Linked DNA regions of Hordeum vulgare: regions 1 and 3 are each linked to region 2. A link is a contact called in public Hi-C data. All regions are on one chromosome and are shown on one strand. Each heading gives the region's core, a stretch centred on a gene start, on an enhancer-like site or on the middle of the called end of the contact. The rest is flanking DNA. Distances are from core to core; before and after follow the strand shown. Region 1 holds the start of LOC123425442 (protein CHROMATIN REMODELING 35-like). Region 2 holds the start of LOC123425450 (eukaryotic translation initiation factor 5A-like). Region 3 has its middle 11 kb from the start of LOC123425444.

The links. Hi-C and Micro-C count contacts between places; a contact is called where the count stands out from the background.
Region 1: a contact with region 2 is called in a Hi-C map of seedling, with 3 times the contacts expected there. The contact joins the promoter of LOC123425442 here to the promoter of LOC123425450 in region 2. A contact is called at or near these places in 2 of 6 Hi-C or Micro-C datasets (leaf and seedling).
Region 3: a Hi-C map of leaf shows a contact between it and region 2, with 2.8 times the contacts expected there. The contact joins the enhancer-like site here to the promoter of LOC123425450 in region 2. A contact is called at or near these places in 2 of 6 Hi-C or Micro-C datasets (leaf and seedling).

Annotation. Positions count from the first base shown.
Region 1 is chr2H:117,559,330-117,562,129 of MorexV3_pseudomolecules_assembly, reverse strand. LOC123425442 (protein CHROMATIN REMODELING 35-like) reads right to left here and starts at 1,275. Exons shown (of 6, transcript XM_045109145.1): 1 at 1,100-1,275. The coding sequence starts at 1,244.
Region 2 is chr2H:118,152,571-118,155,656 of MorexV3_pseudomolecules_assembly, reverse strand. LOC123425450 (eukaryotic translation initiation factor 5A-like) reads right to left here and starts at 1,497. Exons shown (of 6, transcript XM_045109155.1): 1 at 1,376-1,497; 2 at 1,104-1,260; 3 at 1-90. The coding sequence starts at 1,229.
Region 3 is chr2H:117,605,769-117,608,768 of MorexV3_pseudomolecules_assembly, reverse strand. No RefSeq gene overlaps it. Among protein-coding and RNA genes, the nearest start is that of LOC123425444, 11 kb to the left of the region's middle. Within about 2 kb of position 1,533, at least 3 of the 3 cell types and tissues checked have open chromatin away from gene starts, as enhancers often do. A contact at or near this core is called in leaf and seedling, where this site is marked.

The DNA of each region.
Region 1 (2,800 bases), core at 26-2,525, 590 kb after region 2:
GTGGCAATCAACTTCTCCCCAAACCCTAGCTCTCAAGCTAAACAAAAGAAATCCAAAAAACAGCAACTTCAGGCTCCAAAACAGGCTTAAAATGGTACTTGCAGAGAAGACCACAAATGTCACTAACTGTAAGCACACACCATGCCCAAGCAAAAGCTTTTGTACTGAGAGTCACAATGAGTTCCCAAGTGGTAAATTGGGATGCTAACATCATTTCAGTACTCCATGCAAATTATAAGCTTCTTCGAACGAGATCAAATTCAGGTGGGGAGCTCCACCCACCCACCCTGTGACTTTTAATTTTTTTACAAATTATAAGCATACACCATTCTTTATGGTTTGGCACAACAGTAAAGCATTGATTTAGGGTGCATGACTCATACAGGAAACGGAAACTAAGCAGAATAGGTACTCCCTCTGTCTAGATTTGTTTATTCTGGGTCAAAGTTTGACCATCTATATAACTAGCAAAATATGATCTACGTATTTGTTACAAAAAATACATTATTGGATTTGTATTGGAAAGAGGATTCCCGTGGTATAATTTTTGTGACATATACTCCAGTTAATATTACCTCCATCCCAACTTGCTTGTATTAGATTTTTCTAGATACGGATGTAACACTAAAATGTGTCTAGATACTTTTTTGTTGCCATCCGGCACGGGGAACATTTGAGCTATGAAATGAGCATTTGGGCTCCAAACATGTGAAGCGCAAACTATTCAACCAAATATTAAATCCCTTTTATTTATACAAAAAAGGTTATTAAATCCCTTCGAATAGTGAATCTTTATTTTGCTGTCCAAACCTGGAGACCCTGTGAAAAATGGTGACACGCAATCTTCTCACCCCCGTCCAACCCTGACAAAATCCCAGACCGCCATGAATCCCAATCAATCTAGCCCAACCCCTCTTCCCAACGTACAACGCGAACGCAAATGCAGCACCGGCCCTATTTATGCCGACGCAAATGCCCCCACCGGTCGCGCGCGCGAGACCAGGCCCGATACCACCGGCGCAGGCGTGGCAGAGAACCCACCACGGCGGGATCACGTCACGTCCAGGGAGAGGAGGAGGCAGAGGAGGAGGATGCTCACCAGAGGGCGCCGCCTCGCCGGGGGCGACGTCCATGGCCGCTGACGGCGGCGAAGCGCGGCACTGTGGTTTTTGGAGCGGGGCGGAGAGGAGGAGAGGACTGGGGAAAGCGGCGGGTGGCGCCACGGTCTCCTTGCTCCGCCGCATTGGTTTCCCCGTTGCATAAAAAGGTTCAGTAAACGTTGCATAAAAAGGTTCAGTTCGATGGGGCCGCACATTCTGTGTGTGAGGTACTCCCGCGCCTTGATTTCGGTGGCTGGTACGTGGGCCCACCACCTGGCGGGTCCACATGTCAGTTACAAACAGTCACTTTCAGTGAGTGAGAAGAGCCAAGCATAGTTGAATGGTTTGGTGGGTGGTCCCATCATGATTAAACCTCATTAATGCGGGTTATTATTTACTGTGAGGTGACGTATCTGTCAATATCAACACGCCAGCGGTGATTTCGTTTGGTGGTAAGAGTCGTGTTTTAATGATTTACTGTATCATTAATATGGATTATTCTTTTATTGAAAGGCCATATTGTAAATTTTAATGTTCTATTAAGGTCCTGTTTGGGACCATTTAAATTATATAATCTAGTTTTTATAATCTATTATGTCTTCAAACATGGCAGATTATGGTGTAGATTATAAAAACTAGATGGACAAACTATTAAAAACTCACAATCTACTCTACCCCAGCTAAAATTAGATTATGGATTGCAAATGACCCATTACCCTTGTAAAGTTGGAGATAATTACATTCCTGCCACCACCACACCCTCTTTTTTTTAAACAAAGGACAGTCAGGTCATTATGCAATGTAAAACCTGGATTACAGTTTATATAATCTGGCCTCCAAACATGCCCAACTAGATTATTCTTATAAACCAGATTATATAATCTATCTTCATAATCCAGATTATCATAATCTATTGTGGTTCCAAACAAGGCCTAATATGAATTATTTTTTATCATGAGGCACCGTTTTGTATTAGTGAGGTCTTAGTGATGATTTCTTTGATCTTAATAAATTTCTTTACACGACTCCAATCTAGTGTTTTTGATGATTTGATGTCTCGTTAATGCATTATAAAATTATCAGGAGGTCATATTGGTTATCGAAGCTTTGTGATTCTAGTCTTTAGTAGTTGTTGTGTGTGTGTCTACGTTGTACTCGATGTTTCTTACAAAGATGTGACAATACTTTTGACAGAAATGGGATGCATGCCCTTGTACTTTGTGTGATACCATCTTATGCGCACTTATGGTCATAGGACAAGGGTAGGTTTAGATCACAGTTTAAGAAAATAGACCGATAATTAAATCATAAATTTTATTGGATCCGATTTTCACCTGTTAGGTTGTTGATTCGCTATCAGATTTTTAACCACAAAATAAATGTATTAAGCAATAATGTATGCCAACATAATAGTAAAACATGGTTCAATAACATTGTTTCATTATCTTGGACAGCAAACAAGGTGGGCGAGATAGTTATTGGGCCTAGGTTGGGCTTTGGTTTTGGTATTTCTTGGATCATTGGTTTTGGTATTTCCAATAAGGTCACTTGTTGAGCCCTCGATTCGCCATTTGACTTTTAGATTAATTAACACAAAATAATATTTTATTAAGAAAAGCACATTGCTTCCTTCTTGATGCAGCACCCTAGGGTCATCATTATGGACTTGGCTCCATCGTCAAGGAACACACACGTCACAT
Region 2 (3,086 bases), core at 248-2,747:
AAGCTTTTTACCATTGAATATATCTAAGGCAACAAAGTGGCATTTAGCATGACCGTGCTTTCCAGTCTTTGAGGTAGAAACCTCCACCACCTGTAGCACAAAATCACATAAGAGACTCGAAAATCAATGGGAAAAAAGCACCACATAATTGCAGGCATAAGCCTTGATACTGTCTAATCACAGTGATAGCGATAAGAACTTACAGGAAAGAACAGGTGGAGAGATGTGTACTAAAAAGGTAAGAACAACAATCACCATGAGTACCTCACATAGTGCACAACATGCTAGATAAACATGGATAAATTAGTTTTAGCTTTTGAGTCAATTAACTGTTTGTCCCTTCCGAATTTCAAGAAACAGAACAAATTTATGATCGAGGATTTCTTTGGAGAAGTCAAGGCAAAAGATTGAGAAAGAAAGGTATTGCTTCCTCCAGTAGGTCTATGTACATGCAGGAAGCTTTAAATCTCAATCATATTCAATCCAAACATGTCGACAGTGCCTATTACACTTCGATTCCAATCTTAATTTTCCGACGTGTTATAGCTAAATCACCGACTGTACAGATATATAGTTTAAATAGCCTGAGTGGAAATCCCTTTTTGGTTACCAAACTACTCCCTCCGTCCCAAAATAAGTGTCTCAACTTTAGTTCGTTGAGACACTTATTTTGGGACGGAAGGAGTATTTCATTGTACCCCACAAAATACTAGGAAAATATTATTAATATTACAGGAATAATGGACGTTAGCAATTTTAGTTGTATAATATCCCATCACATGACTTCTGTTTGGATATCATCTAGCCACGTCTTCCCCTGTTTCAAGCCCCTCCTAATTAATCGTGCACAGTACATGGTCAAAATAGCTCCCCTCCCCTATAAATAACAACTCCACCCTTTTCCTTGGGCTTATATACTGCCAATCAGTCAATCCACAGTGATACGGAATCCATCCTACGACAACTCTCAAACAGAAAATAGCAGCATCCGGGGATAACAACATCAGTATTCCATCATAGCACGGCGGCCATGAACAACAGCATCGGAATTTCCGATCACACACAAACAAACCATCCAACCGGGATCAGAGGCAAATACGTACCTTGCAGGGGCGGTTCTTGATGACGAGGTAGCCGCCCTTCCGGATGGCGCCGGCCTGCATAGGGTAGGTCTTGGACGCCCCGGCATCGGCCTTGGACTCGAACTGGTGGTCCTCGGAGTCCGACATGGCGACCTTAGTTACTAATTAGCTACTCCCCCTGAACAAACCAAATCCAAGCAACGAGATTAAGGCTTCGAAGCTCCAAATCAAAGAATCCTTGGCCACTATGACACCCGAACTGCCAGAATAGGAACTGAATCCCGCGAGTTCACCTGGGCTGGATGGATCACGACGCGCGAGGAGGAGAGAGGGAGGGGCGCTGATGATGATAAGTGATAAGCTCGCGCCGAATCCTAGGGTTCGAGCGCATTTATAGCGCTAACAGCGCGTGCTCCGGCCACACCCACCTGCCTACCTCTGCTGATTGGACCGACCTGTGAGGATGACGGTGGGGCCGGAGAAGGTGCGGGCCCGCATCTCGGCGGAAGAGGGGCTTTTGTCGATGGGTGGAGGGAGAGATCGGGGCCGTCGGTTTGGTCGGGGGGGGTGGCAACAGGTGTACGGCTGCGGAAGGCAGGGCATCTCTTCGCGTTCGAACCACGCCATGGGGCGGCTCGAGCATCTTTCTCTCTGTTCTTTTCTTCTGCCTTTCTATGGCTTCTTTTCGCTGATCGGTGATCAGAAAACTCAAGTCAAATATCTGATTCCGATAGGATAGGGATTCCTTGCGAGGACGTCACGGTGCACTATATTGGGATGACTGTTGTGTTGAATTGCCTATTTGCTTAGTATTACCTCTGTTTAAAAGGCACAATTAAATTTATGTGCATTTTCATAATAGACAAGGTTTAAGACTCATTGCATTCACTTCTAACAGTTAATTAGTACTTCAAGTCCGGCACACGTATTTAGATCATCAATTTGATTAATTTAATAAGAGACATATATAACAAAAAATGTATCATTAGAAACTTTAGATGTTCTATTTTCTAATGATATAATTTTTATGTTAAACAATATATTTTATATAAGTTAAATTGACGATCGAGGTACACGTACATGCCTTCTAAACTGTGACGGAGAAAGTACTTTTATATGCATGTGTAGTGTGAATGTTATTTTTTACCCCATCTCACAGCCACTCAATAGCCACGTAGGTTCAATAGAATTTTCAAACACGCCTTTTAAACCGTGACGGAGGGAGTACTTTCTTCGTAAGTTAATATAAAAAGGGGGAAAAGATAACGTCCACACGCATTGATCTGCGTTCATTTATGCTTTGCATTAATTTTGGCATTTTTGGCATTCTTTTTAGGCCATGTAGAACTGAGCTCGTGTGTGGGTATTTAGCCACTTCGCCCACACGCCCGTTTTTTTAGGAGGAATCTTTTTGATTTTTGGCTTTAAAATGGTTTATTTTCTAATTAAAAATCTGTTTTTAACATTAAATCCGTCTCGACATGATCTTTAAAAGATATCATGTTGATATATTTTGATGGAAAAAAAATCAGTCAACAGTCGCCATGATGTTACAGTGTAGTTGTCATAGTGTTTACACCACACTTCTCATGACATATTTTATCTATTTTTTCTTCTAGATTTAAAGCTATCGTTATATTTTCAACTATTTTTTACGACAATTTTTTATTAATTAACCATGATAATTTTTAGTAATTAACCACGGCAAATTTAATGTATGGATCATGGCAATTTTTAGTAATCCATCACGGCAAATTGAGTTTATAGATCATGGCAATTTTAGAATTTTAACCATGATCGATGAAAAACAAATTGACCAAAAGTTGTCATGATGTTTATATTCTAGTTGCCATAATGTTTACACTAAAGTTGTCATGACATGTTCTACCTATTTTTTTCTTTTAGATTTAAAGCTATCGCTATTTTTTTAACTATTTTTGACGGCAATTTTTATTAATTCACCATAACAATTTTTTTCATCATGGTAATTTTAGTTTATTGTTC
Region 3 (3,000 bases), core at 284-2,783, 550 kb after region 2:
AGTATATATTAATTGTTTTTTTAAATACGCATATATCTTCTAAATCGTAACTCCAAATTTAACATATTATATATGAAATTTGATTAAAAAAATATGTAGAATTTGAATATGATGTTATTTTACATGTTAAACATTTAATAAAAAATATCTAGGATGCAATTTTAATAAATATTTCGTTATTCATCTTTCTTTCATAGCGGTACTAATCCCGATTGAGAATGAACACGTCAACAAAATCTGAATTAGAGATGAAATTGAAGGTCACTTGCCCGTTTCTTTATATGTAATAAATTTACATGCAAGCCATGTTAAAATAGAGGACCTGTGGAATCTTGAACTAAACTTTTATAGGGTAAGACTGTATCTGTTTTTGCCGTAACTACGAAGATTCAGATTATAGACCATTTTTTAATTAAGAGCGTATGTTTTTTTTCTCCCGTTGCAACGTACAAGCCCATTTGCTAGTTATGTATTATGAAGATAGTATCATATAATAGTATCATATACATACTATTATATGATAATCTTTACCATGGCCAGCCTCAAAGCGGTATTGCAGAATGCAGACTGATAGCGTAGGGTCATAGCCATTCTGGCACTATCGGGAGACACAATGGGTCGTCTCGGTCATTACATGGGGAAAAAATCGTGGAAGACGTGAAGGAGCTTACTCGGGGAAGAACAGAACTGATAGCTGCATATTGTAACATTGTTAACTGATCAATAAAGTTCCCTATCTTTTCAACCAGAAAAAAAGGACAAGGCCACACGGGGGCGCTATGCTGACAAAGAAATGCCCCTGTTAATCATGTAATTCCATTATAGCTTGCTGACTTGTAACATCCTGATTTTTGTTAATCATGTAATCACAACATAATACTACTTCCTCTGTTTTTAAATATAATTTTTTTACGGATTGCACTATGAACTATATACGAAGTAAAATGAATGAATTCATACTCTAGAATATGTTTATGTACATCCGTATGTAGTTTATAGTAAAATCTTTAAAAAGATTATATTTAGGAACGGATGGAGTATTATGTTATTTTGTATTATTAGTTGCTCAAATTAATTCCAAGTCGTTCGGAATTACTTAAGCATATGGGAGAGGAAAATAATTTTGTAATATCCTGATTTGTGTAATTCGTTTGTAGTATTTTATTTAAATTTTTCCTGTCTATTTTCTTACATAGACTTCTTGGATTATTTTGGAAGCCTTTTGGATATTTTTTTTGCAATCCTATTAAAAATTCAATAATATTATGTTGAGTTTTCTCTCTCTTTCCTTTCTTTGGTCCTTGGACCATAACGTGCTTAGCCTTTACATTGGTTAGTCTTTTTTTGAGGGAACTGATTTGACATTGGTTAGTCTAACTCACTAATGTTCTAACCCACTCACTTTCATGTATATGCACCGGACCATCCTTTCTCCATTTTCTTTTCATTCTTTCTAATCTTTCCAGCGACAAGGCCCAAGGCCCAGCAAGGAGCGCCAGGCCGCTCGGCCCAGCTGAGCAGCGAACAGCCGCTAGGCTCTTCTTCCACCTCGGGCACGCACGCACGCACGCACACTTACAGGAAGAACAGAAACGCCATGGCAGCACATTTTCTCCCCTTTCCTCATCAATTCCTTCACCGTTTCATTTTATCATTAACACAGACATTATTCCCCATGACTCAACGGATCCATTCAGTCTGTTTGTTCCTCCTTTAATTGACTCAATGCGATTAAAGAAACTGACGAACTTAAAGGCCGGCCGTTAGCATTTGTCCATTGATCTCCCTCCTCCGGCCATGATTCTCCAGACCGTTCGCGTCAAAGTGTGCGCCAAGACCTCCTCTATAAATACCCATGGTCTCGTAGTTCAATTCCTTTCGAAGCACTTGCAATCCTTTCCGCAACACAGCCTCATCTTCGCTGTTTTTTAGCCTACCGTCGCCGCAGGTGAGCATTCCGTATAGATTCCTTCCACCAGCCGAACCTATTCACCGAATACAACAACCTAGACATCATTTCCCAGCCGTTTATCGTTGTTGGCCACGCGCACAACGGAGCTTTGTCGCTGCCACCACTTGGGGTCGACGCCGTCACCCGAGGCCCCGTCCACCGAGTCCATCTGTGTCATGGAGTTCCCTCGTCACTATGGACATCACACACCACAATCTCTTCATCACCGGAGTTCAACGACAACGATGCTCACCAGCGCTCGTCCGCGTCAACATCAACGCTTCCATCTCCCACGACTATCCGATGACCCAAATAAACAAGCCTAAACCTATAGACCGATTTTGATGATACTAGGAACGAATGGATGATTTTATTTTCATTTGAGTGACTTTTAATTTGTGTTAGTTTTTTGTTATGGCAAGTGCATGTGATGTTTTATGCAATGTAAATCATGCAAAATTATTTGTGTTCCATTTTATCATGTTCGTACCATGCTTAGGTATGTCCTAATTATTTTGTGATTTTACAATTATTTAGAATGTCGTAGAATTAGTTTGCCCTCTATTAAAATAGTGTTGTATGATAACATGGTTTGGTGTTTCTTGTATTATACATAGACGTAATATATGCATGCTTATTTTTTGATATTTTAGATTGCTATGTGTAAAAAAAATTATGTTTGATCTAAGCTTAGTTCAATTCCTATAGGATTGTATAATTGTTGTTTAATTATGTTGGGTCTAGATTATGTTAATATTATTACGTATTATATTTGATGGTTGTTACTCTCGAGTATTTTGTTACATAACTTATTCCTGGCTTGCCTAGTATATCATTGATACTTTGCTTACATATGTGTTCATATTATTTTATCTATATGTCACATGATTTGAGCCTATCATGTTTTAGCAATGTTTTAGGATCATGTGTCATATGATGTTTTGTAGCTTATCTAGGTTGTTTATGAATTTAGTTAGCTTGGTTGAATTTTACGATGCTTGTTGTCGAAGCAATAGTTGACGTGGTTAAATATTTTGTTTCTCATGCCA